Linked DNA regions of Bicyclus anynana: region 2 is linked to region 1. The links are chromatin contacts, called in public Hi-C maps. All regions are on one chromosome and are shown on one strand. Each heading gives the region's core, a stretch centred on a gene start, on an enhancer-like site or on the middle of the called end of the contact. The rest is flanking DNA. Distances are from core to core; before and after follow the strand shown.

Region 1 (4,918 bases), core at 485-2,984:
AGTATGAGTAGAACTAAATAGTGCGTGTGGGTTTATTGACTCGTGTAACATTATTTAACGGCCTCCGTGGCGCAGTGGTATGCGCGGTGTATTTACAAGACGGATGGCCTGGGTTTGATCCCCGGCTGTGCCGATTGAGGTTTTCTTGATTGGATCTGGTCGTTACTAGTTACCAAGCGAATTAGCGTTCCGGTACCATGTCGTATAGAAACAGAAAGGAGTGTGGATTTTTTATCTTCCTTACAGCTTCCATCTTAGATTGGATCATCACTTTTCACTTAGGTACCATCAGGTAGTCAAGGGCTAACATGTAAAAGTCATTCTATTTAAACGGCCTACAACAAGGCCGGGCCTTTATCCTGTTAAAGAGGGGATATAAAGCTTGGACTCTGCCACACTGCTCTATGACGGATTGGCGTGCTTGGGTTGTGATAATATTTGTTGTAGGTAATGACCGGGACTGACGATTTAACGTGCTCTCCGAGGCACGGGGTTGTAACCAGTGGCGTGCACTTCATAGATGCATAAACGCAATGCATACCCTGAGGATTCCATACCATAACCAGGGATGAGCTATGGACTCCACGTAAACCATGCGAGTTTTAGCGGACGCTTTAATACAGAGACGAGTAAATCGATTCAGAGACAATAGCATAAATCATAAAATCAATTTGAATCAAAGACAAATTGTTAGATGAAGTAAAATATAATATTTAGCACGTTTGACGTTAAGCTAGCGGAACCGAAGTGGGGAAACCTTTATCTTCCACTCTGATTCAGCCACATTGATTGAAATGAAACGCACCTCTATAGTCTGGCAAGTTCGTTGGTGACACTCCCATGATATGCGGGCGACGCGGGGAGAGGTGTGAAATTGTGCGTGCGGGGAAGTGAAGTGTGAAATTGAGAGTGCATCAGTCGTGGGTTTTTCATTCATCGCTACACGCCCCCTGGCCCGCGCGGACCATCGGGAGTGTTACGAACGAAGTTGCCAAGCTATAGTTTTACATTATATTTAGTACATAACTTAAGTTTAGAGGATTCCATATAATGTATTTTTGTGTTACTTTACGTAAGCACTATAGATCTTTATTACTGATAATGATAATAAATTATGTAATTGTCAATCTTTAGTATATAATACAAGAAAAATGTAATGTTTACACAACATGTTTTTTATTACTAGATATAGGTACCTAATAGATGTTAGTTTTTGTATAGAGTTAATTAATTATGAGCTAAAATAAATAATAATAAGTTGTGCTTTTAAAGTGTTAGTGTATTGATAGTTAGAAAATATATTAAATACTTATATTTTTGTCTTGAAATTAAGTTATGAAGATTGATAATTAAATACATAATAAAATAATATAAACAAGAGAAATACTTTTTTTATTTTTCCATAAAAATAATTGTTTTTAACGATATCTTATCACATTTTTTTTGTTGAAACTTTCATCAGTTTTATTATTATTTTTCATTTTTTTTCTATAAATTTATTATAGCAATTTACTACAACTGGGAGCTAAATTAATAAACCTCGTTTGAAGGAACACTGCTATAATTATGATGCGTTGGTAATTCTAAGTATGTCGCTATTCAACAATAGATGGCGGTTTTCATTTGCTGCTAATGTTGTTGTTTATCTATGACAGATGGCACCACAAGTCATGCTGGATTAATTACCATGTTTCCCGCCAACAAATCTTCATAACAAGGGCGGCGCGGCGTGTTCAAATTAAACAATCAAACGACATCAAAATCGCGTACCAGCCGGGTGTGAGTGAATAAATCCGAAACAAAAACGAACTAATAAATAGAACGAACTTTAAAACTTTTTCAGTGTAAAAAGTGATATTTCTAAAGTTTCTTAATAATTTTTACTTAAGTTAATCTTCATTCTTTCGGGTGAGTGAATAGTTTAATTTTTTTTATCCCGTTTTTAATAAAATTAAATTATTTTAGGAAACCATTTATGCCTTATTCAATAGACAATTAACATATATCTAAATAAATAATATATTTTTTTCTCACATTTATTTATTTGTCCTTTGGAAAAATATTAACAATATTAATAAAATATTTAAATCGTTGCAAAATATATTATACCAATTTTATTCGACTTCGTCCGCCTTAAATTTAGTTTTTCACAAATCCCTCCGGTACCATGGATTTTTCCGGGATGAAAACTATGTGTTAATCCAGAGTAAAATCTATTTCCATTCCAATTTTCAGTCAAATCGGTTCAGTCATCCATACTAACATCCATACAAACTTTCGCGTTTATAATAGTAGGATTTGGCTAATTAAAAAAAAAAAATAATTATCCGCAGCGTTTAATTTTTATTTTTCAAGGTACCTAATTTAAATAGGTCTATGAAATTCATATAAAATTAATGTAGGTATACGTGCTTAGTTACTAGGTAAAAGGTTTTTTTTGGATAAACAAAAACTTAGTAATTAGTGTTGAATTTCAAAGTAATACCAATAGTTTGCTTTGCTACGAGTAGTTGCATTAGGGTCATAAGATTCGCTAAAACAATTGATAGTGATAAGATAAGATAACTCTTACCACAATATGTAACCGCACACTATAAGGTGACTTTCTAGCACAAAGGGTTTAGTGGACTATTTTGACACTTTACATAATAAACTGTGGCGCTATTGGCAGGGTTGGCAAAATGCCACGGGCCCACGGAACGAAGGGGTCCTCAATCTCCGAGTCCGTGAGAGACTGGAGTCCTCGATTAGCCTATTTAAGCGATGGTGATGATGACTAGGTTTGAATATATTGATTATTATGATACATTCAAGTAAATAAGGTCAATGTTAATTAATTGGTACATAAAAGCAAAGATTGTCTGGATATTTGCAAAGTAAATAAGATTATAAAATTTCAAAATTTATTAAAACCTTTTATCGTAATTGGATGAAAATTCATAGTTTCAGCTTCCCTACATTAAATGTGACATTTTTCATGAACTATAAACAAAACGCACAAATAACTTAAGATACTAGTAATTTTGTTGAACGCTCATACAAATCTAACGATGATTATGACCTACGACGTCATTAAATCGTACCATTTGTATTGGCGTTTTTCAGGAATCCGTGTCAGTGCCGCAAATCTGACCCTTTAAATCCCTGTAGCTCCGAAAGTAATGATCGCAGATATCCTGTTACTTTTTTTTACAAAATTGCTTTACTATTAGCATAAGTACTCCTAATTTAGTCCAATATAACTCTACCTTGGTAATTTTTTTTTAACGAATTTTATTTCCGTGGCGAAGTCCTCAAGATTATAATATTATATAATATAAATATGTGCCACCACAGTGGCGGATTTACAAATTACAATTACAATTTGCTGAAACATTATGTTCTCAGACATTTTTATTACATTTTATCTGTTGGTATAATTGCGATTTCTTTATTTCTGTAATAAAAACTATTTGGGCCAAATTTGCCGCCCTCTGAAATCTTTCACCCTAGGCTGCAGCCTAATTAGCCTACTGGTAAATCCGCCACTGTGTGCCACATTGAGGCGAGGTAAATCGGACTATGTACTTGTACATTGGCGTATCAATATGTAAAATTCTATAAATATGTAAAATTCCAGAGGGTTCCAACTACCAGCTCGTCCTCTGGAGAGTTAACCGAACTTTCTTGATACAATCTCGACCCAGCCATTGCATGATTTAAAGATACATGATGATTCAAAATCAATAAATATTGTAACATAATGATATTCATAATTACTTACAGAACATATTATCGGGGCATAAATTATGGAAATTGACAGTAGGTATCTATCTTCTGATATAAAGCTAAATAGTTTGTTTGTTTGGTTGATCACGCTAATCTCAGGAACTACTGATGCGATTTGAAAAATTCTTTCCGTGTTAGATAACCCATTTATCGAGGGTATCTGCTATATATTATCCCCGTATTCCTACCTGGACGGGAACCACTGGCACAGTAGATATAACAAGCAGTATAATAACTCGGCCGTATTTTTGAAATAAATACCTACAGCCGCGCGCTCCGTAAACATGTGATAGGGCTGTCCGCCTCCAGCATTTTAATTACATTTGCCAAATTTGTGTTTCCATTTAGTTATGTGATTGTAAATATACTTTTTTTTAAATAAACAAATAAAATACTTTGTAAATTGTAGTAAAATAGGATGTGATCAATAAAATGCGTGTTGTTTTTTGATTGGTAGATTTAAATAAGGCTGATACTGATCAATGATTGAAGGACCTTCGTCCAATATATTTATTTTGGTGATGCCATCTAGGTATTACCACCACACTAGGTGACCAAATAATAAAAACCGGTCAAATGCGTGTCGGGCCACGCGCAGTGTAGGGTTCCGTAGATTATGTTAGCACTTTAATCCCTTATGTAATGCACAAAAATACCGATAACGATACCCCACACTATAGAATAAACGATAAAAAATTGATCCTGACTTCGCATGTAGGGAAGGAACCACAAAAAAAAATCGCTAGTTTACTAAAAAAATCTGGATAGGTATATTAATATCAGCCGGCTCTTTACTCTTTTTATTCAAATACATTAAAGTATGAGCAACACAATGATGTTGTTAAATTCAAACAACTTCTGTACTTAACTTCTTTATGACATTAAAAATCCAATACACTGTGCGTTCGTCACCGCGGCACAGTCGCGACTGTCTTCACCCTACGATCACCCCACGTTCGGGGTGCGTAGGTATAGCTCGCGTTTCGACCTCTAGTATGAAGTCATCCTACTGGTTATACTGTGCCACTGGGGTGTAACCGCGCGGCGTCAGCCAGTACAGTATAATGGTAGGCGTTCACAGATTATATAGTATACAAAATCTGTTCGATGCTTAGACCATTAAAAATTCTTTTTAATGGTCTAAGGTTCG
Region 2 (5,003 bases), core at 244-2,743, 49 kb after region 1:
CGGGATATCTTACTATACCGACCTATTTTCTAGAAAATTGACACAAAAAGTTTTAACATCGATTATCTCGTGGTAAAATCGCAAGCAACGTCTAGTTAATTGTTTATATCAGTTCCAATATTCTACCGTAACTTAAGACAACTTTAACCAAGCTGCAGAATTAATAATAATAATTAAATTAATAAGAAACAAATAAGTAACAAATTCTTGTGAAATCCGGGACATAACCTCGGGTACAACCTTTATCGCATAAACCACAATAATATTATTTGTTATTAAAATTTGTGAAATACCTTTGCATTGTTCAAAATAATTATAATAATAATTTACTAAATCAAGGATAGTAATTAATATTCATAATATTACTTACAAGAAGTATTATAATTATTATTTTTTCCTTATGCAAATTTGACTTCCCTGAAACTGAAAATGCGGTTTCAAGCAATAATAACAACGATAAACAGTAATCATTGGTGGTGATGGTTCATATTATTAATATAAATAATTATTTAATTAATTTTTCATTAATAACTAGACAATTACTAGAGTAGAACTAGATAGATACAACCGTAGATACCGTAAATACCGCTGAGCCAACTGTGGCAGAAAAAAAAAACACGTCTTATCAGAAAACGTATAGGTATAATTTTGTGTAAATGTAGTAATTAAATTAAAAGTAATAAAAATTAACAGAATAGTATCTGAAATAATCGTCACTTCTAACTACTGTGTATTTGTGGCGCTTGCCTTTGAGATTTTAGGCCCATGGTCATCAGATACCAAAAAAAAATTCAATACTCATCATTAGCAAACAACAGCTCACCAGTAAGCACGAGTCTTCTCTCAGAATGAGAGGGGTTAGGCCAGTAGCCCACCACGCTGGCCCAATATTATGTGCAAACTACACACACCTAGAGAATTAAGAAAATTCTCTGATAGGCAGGTTTCCTCACGATGTTTTCCTTCACAGTTTGAGACACGTGATATTTAATTTCTCAAAATGCAAATAACTGAAAAGTAGGAGGTGCATGCTCCGAACCGGATTTGAACCTACTCCCTCCGAATTTAAGGCAGAGGTCATCCACTGGACTATCATGGCTCTTATAGGCGGAAAAAAAAATTTCAATACTATGTCTGACAAATTGATCCATTTGTCAGGTGACCCAAGAGCTGGCGCTTAATGAGATAAAGGATAAGGATAAGCCTTGCCATCCAGGGGTAATAGTGTATTTCTTATAAACATTTTACTAACCGACTTCAAAAAAAGGAGGAGGTTCTCAATTCGAGTCTGTTTTTTTTATATCCTGTAACAGTCAATTATACATATGTATTTTTATATTACAGGCAATAGGTCATGTATCAGGAGGTCACGTAAACCCGGCGGTCACAGCTGGTATGGCTGCGACCGGTAAAGTGAAGCCAGCCAGAGCCGTGCTCTACGTCATCGCTCAGTGCGCGGGCGCAGCCGCTGGCTCCGGACTCTTGAAGGCTTTCACCCCCGACACAGTGGCTGGGAAACTCGGCGTCACGGGACTGGGCAAGAATGTGACCGCTTTGCAAGGCTTCGGTATCGAATTCTTCCTGGGATTCGTGCTAGTGTTCGTCGTTTGTGGGGTAAGTCGAGTAAAGCCTAGAGTATAAAGTAGGTAGTAGTCATAGATTTATAATACATAGATAGTGTGTAGTCGCCGGATTCGTAAGCAGTTTTAAGTGCCCCGAAATCGGGGCACTTTACGGATCGCTACGCTTCGATAAGTATGATTGAGTGCGAGTCGGCGAAGTTAGCTTAGCTCCTACACAGTCACAGAAGTGGCTTACGTTTGAAGTCAAAAATTGTTAGGTGTAGCGGGTCTACAGGTTATCAGTCTAAGGTAGTATTTATCAAGTGCATCAAACTCAAACTAAAAATTCATTAATTTCAATTAAACTTAGTTTACAAGCACTTTTGAAACGTCAAGTTATAACATGATTTAATGATAATTGAAGACGAAAACTTAAAATTAAAGTTACGATGTTTCTAAACGCGCCTTGATCTGAGAGAGAAGTATTATTTATATAATTGTATTTATTATTTCATACATGATGAAAGCAATTTAGGTACTATACTATACTATATACTATTATACAGATATATGTAATATCTGAGAGAAACATTTAATAAAGTCGTTTTATAGCAGTCACGGAAAAGTATTATGAACAAGTAGTCATTCGAATTCAGAACAATATGTTGGCTTTGAAAAAAATCAAAATCCGCTACCAAAAATTGCAATGTAATAAACAATTTACCAAAAAAAAAATAATAATAAGGGGTTTAATTTTCTATGGAAATATCTCAATAACTAATTGTATTATAATATTCTTCAGAAAGAGTCTGAATAATATCCTTTCTATATCCTATGCCTATGCGTTTTTGCCCATAGGCATAGGATATAGAAAATAATTTACTGATTATTTTTTCATTTTCAGTTTTGGTTCAATTCCGAACTTTAAAAACTCGAGCCTATATTATAAGTAGGTATCCTACGCGTCTGAAAAGCAGACCAGTTAAGTTTTTGTTTGCGGCAAAGTTGAACTTGTAAGATTTCGGTGTCGATTACTTCCTCGAACTTGCTCTCATTTTTTACAGATCTGACGATAAGTATTTATAGTTATGTATCACTGTGGCATGATTTTGAGTAAACCGGTTTACATTGTGCCACAGTTCCATGGAGTTCCTACCACGTCATTCTAGATCACAGTTTCTCAACGTGTAGTCAAAGGCCCATATGTGGGCGACCTCAGTTCCTCAGCTAGGCTATAGAGGGCCTAGAGAAATTTAGTGAGCAAAGATGGAATTTAGCCAGATTATAATAGTCTATAATAATAAATAGCGAGTAAAACAAGAAAAATCCATACTTTAATTATTTGTACGTGAACATTCACAAGTAATTAGATGAACATGAAAATTGAACTAAAAGATTTTACATGTATATGTACGAGTACATAGGTGCATGAAACTGCCATTGATCACGTGACCTGTCTATAGCAAATGTCAATCCCATACATTTTTCTAGTTTTCGAAGCGTTAGCGATCGTAGAAAGAGAATCGACGTGCCACTTGGCTAGGGCGGCTGGATTGGTTAAATCTTGATTTTTAAATCGAATTTTTGTAAGAACTTGAGGTATTGTAAAAATGTCTGAAAAGGGCGGTTGACAAAATACTCGTAAAGCCGTAAGGTTGAGAACCTATGTTCTAGATGAATAAACTTGACGGACTCTCGTAAAAAGCATTATATTCTAATGAATTTCTTGTTGAATTCAAATTGCCGATCGTAGCTGTAATTTGAGGCAAGTATGGAATCTTGCCAACATTTCCAGGCGATTTACGATTTAAAATTTTAATGCTTTGTTTGGATTAGTACTAACGAGCTCTAAACCATCAGCATATTATGCACATAGTAAAGTACACAACATTGCATATTTAAAGCGGCAAGAAATAGGCTCCTACGTTATGTTAGGTGAAGCAATTAAATGTAGACGTATACTTGTAACATTACTGCAATCTTATTTATCCAAGAATCTCATCTGAAACTCTGAATTCGAAACTAATAAACCGATTTTAGTAAAAATTATTTCACTGTTAGGAAGCTACATTACTTTGTCGCGATCGACATGATGCATGCACATCGCGACCAACACACGATCAGTTTTATCGGATGTCAAGCCGTTAGCGCTGCGGGCATGTGAGATTACTTGATCGTCAGCTGACATTAGGGATAATGACCTAAGCAATAATTTATTTTTTGTCAGAGGTTAGGTTAATCGAATGAGGTGCTAATTCTATGGTGGTTATAAGTATGTGTCCACCTTTATTTAAACCTAATACGTAAACAACGCATATTTACGCCTGCTGTAGAATAGTAATAAAACATTAGCTTCCGTGATGACTGTCATTACTAAAGTGAATCGAGTTAATCCAGGCACGCTAATTTGTGCACATTGAAATATTCAAATCGTTGCTAGGTAGGTATTCGTTAAGCAAGCGGTTTTTCCTTCACTTCACGGCATTTAGGTACCTACCAATGTGAACAACAAAAACAAAGCAATTTGTTTTAAAGAATGAATTCTAAGAAATTAGTTAAATGGTCAGAAATAATTATATATTTAGATTAAATTCACATCTGCAGTTAACACTTATTTTACTGCAGGTAACTACCTACTATAAGTAGTTGTAATTTATTGTCAAAATTATTAAAATGAAATGTTTTTTTATTATATTTTAGCTCACAAAGTTAATTTTATTCATAAAATGTTAAGCACTTTTTTGACATAAAAGCTCTTTGCCAAGATTTAATAAAGAACCGTTCGTTTTTACACGGATGCTAAAGGTTTTATATTACATTAAGGCACACGTGCATTTTACTTTACATTTTAATTTAATAGTTCTTTGACATTATAGTAGGTTTTACTTATCAACCAGTCGTATAATTTTCTTTTAAATTTACGGCACATGTGCGTAATGAGATACATTACAATATTGAAATTGGTGAAATAAGCGATACTTTTCGAGCAAACGTGTTATAAAGGGATTTAATTCGTTTAGCTTGACCGTAAAACGAAACCGAATGTGACGTGACAACACAAAGGTGACGTGATGTTAAAAAAACCTATACTAACAAATACTTAAATGAATACAATTTTCCACTGTCTAATAGACAAAAATTGTAGGTACTAGGTACCTATTTACTATCTAGCAACGGTCTTTCACCTAAAATTCGCATTGTGCCTTGCGTGACGATATAATAGCATTTGACATGAACTGCTAGGCGGGATGAAATAGTTTCGCTGACGTTAAATCAATAACTTAAGTTAAGCCAATGCAAAGTATAATTATGAATTAGTAGGTAACTACAGGTCAAACAAAAACTCCAAAAAATTCATGTTTTAACATGAATTTTTATTATTCGCCATAGTGATTCGGTCACTACGTTTTATACTACGTCCCATAGTAGGATAGTTATGGT

Evidence for each region. A called contact is a pair of places that touch in the nucleus more often than the background predicts.
Region 2: a Hi-C map of whole larva shows a contact between it and region 1, with 2.7 times the contacts expected there. The contact joins the enhancer-like site here to the promoter of LOC112045659 in region 1. A contact is called at or near these places in 2 of 2 Hi-C or Micro-C datasets (whole body and whole larva).

The regions. Positions count from the first base shown.
Region 1 is chr4:7,959,249-7,964,166 of ilBicAnyn1.1, forward strand. LOC112045659 (aquaporin AQPAe.a) reads left to right here and starts at 1,735. Exons shown (of 7, transcript XM_052891604.1): 1 at 1,735-1,908. It overlaps LOC112053764 (zinc finger protein 717), which reads left to right. Exons shown (of 27, transcript XM_024093314.2): 27 at 1-317.
Region 2 is chr4:8,008,023-8,013,025 of ilBicAnyn1.1, forward strand. LOC112045659 (aquaporin AQPAe.a) reads left to right here. Exons shown (of 7, transcript XM_052891604.1): 4 at 1,345-1,614. Among protein-coding and RNA genes, the nearest start is that of LOC112045658, 30 kb to the right of the region's middle. Within about 2 kb of position 1,494, at least 7 of the 8 cell types and tissues checked have open chromatin away from gene starts, as enhancers often do.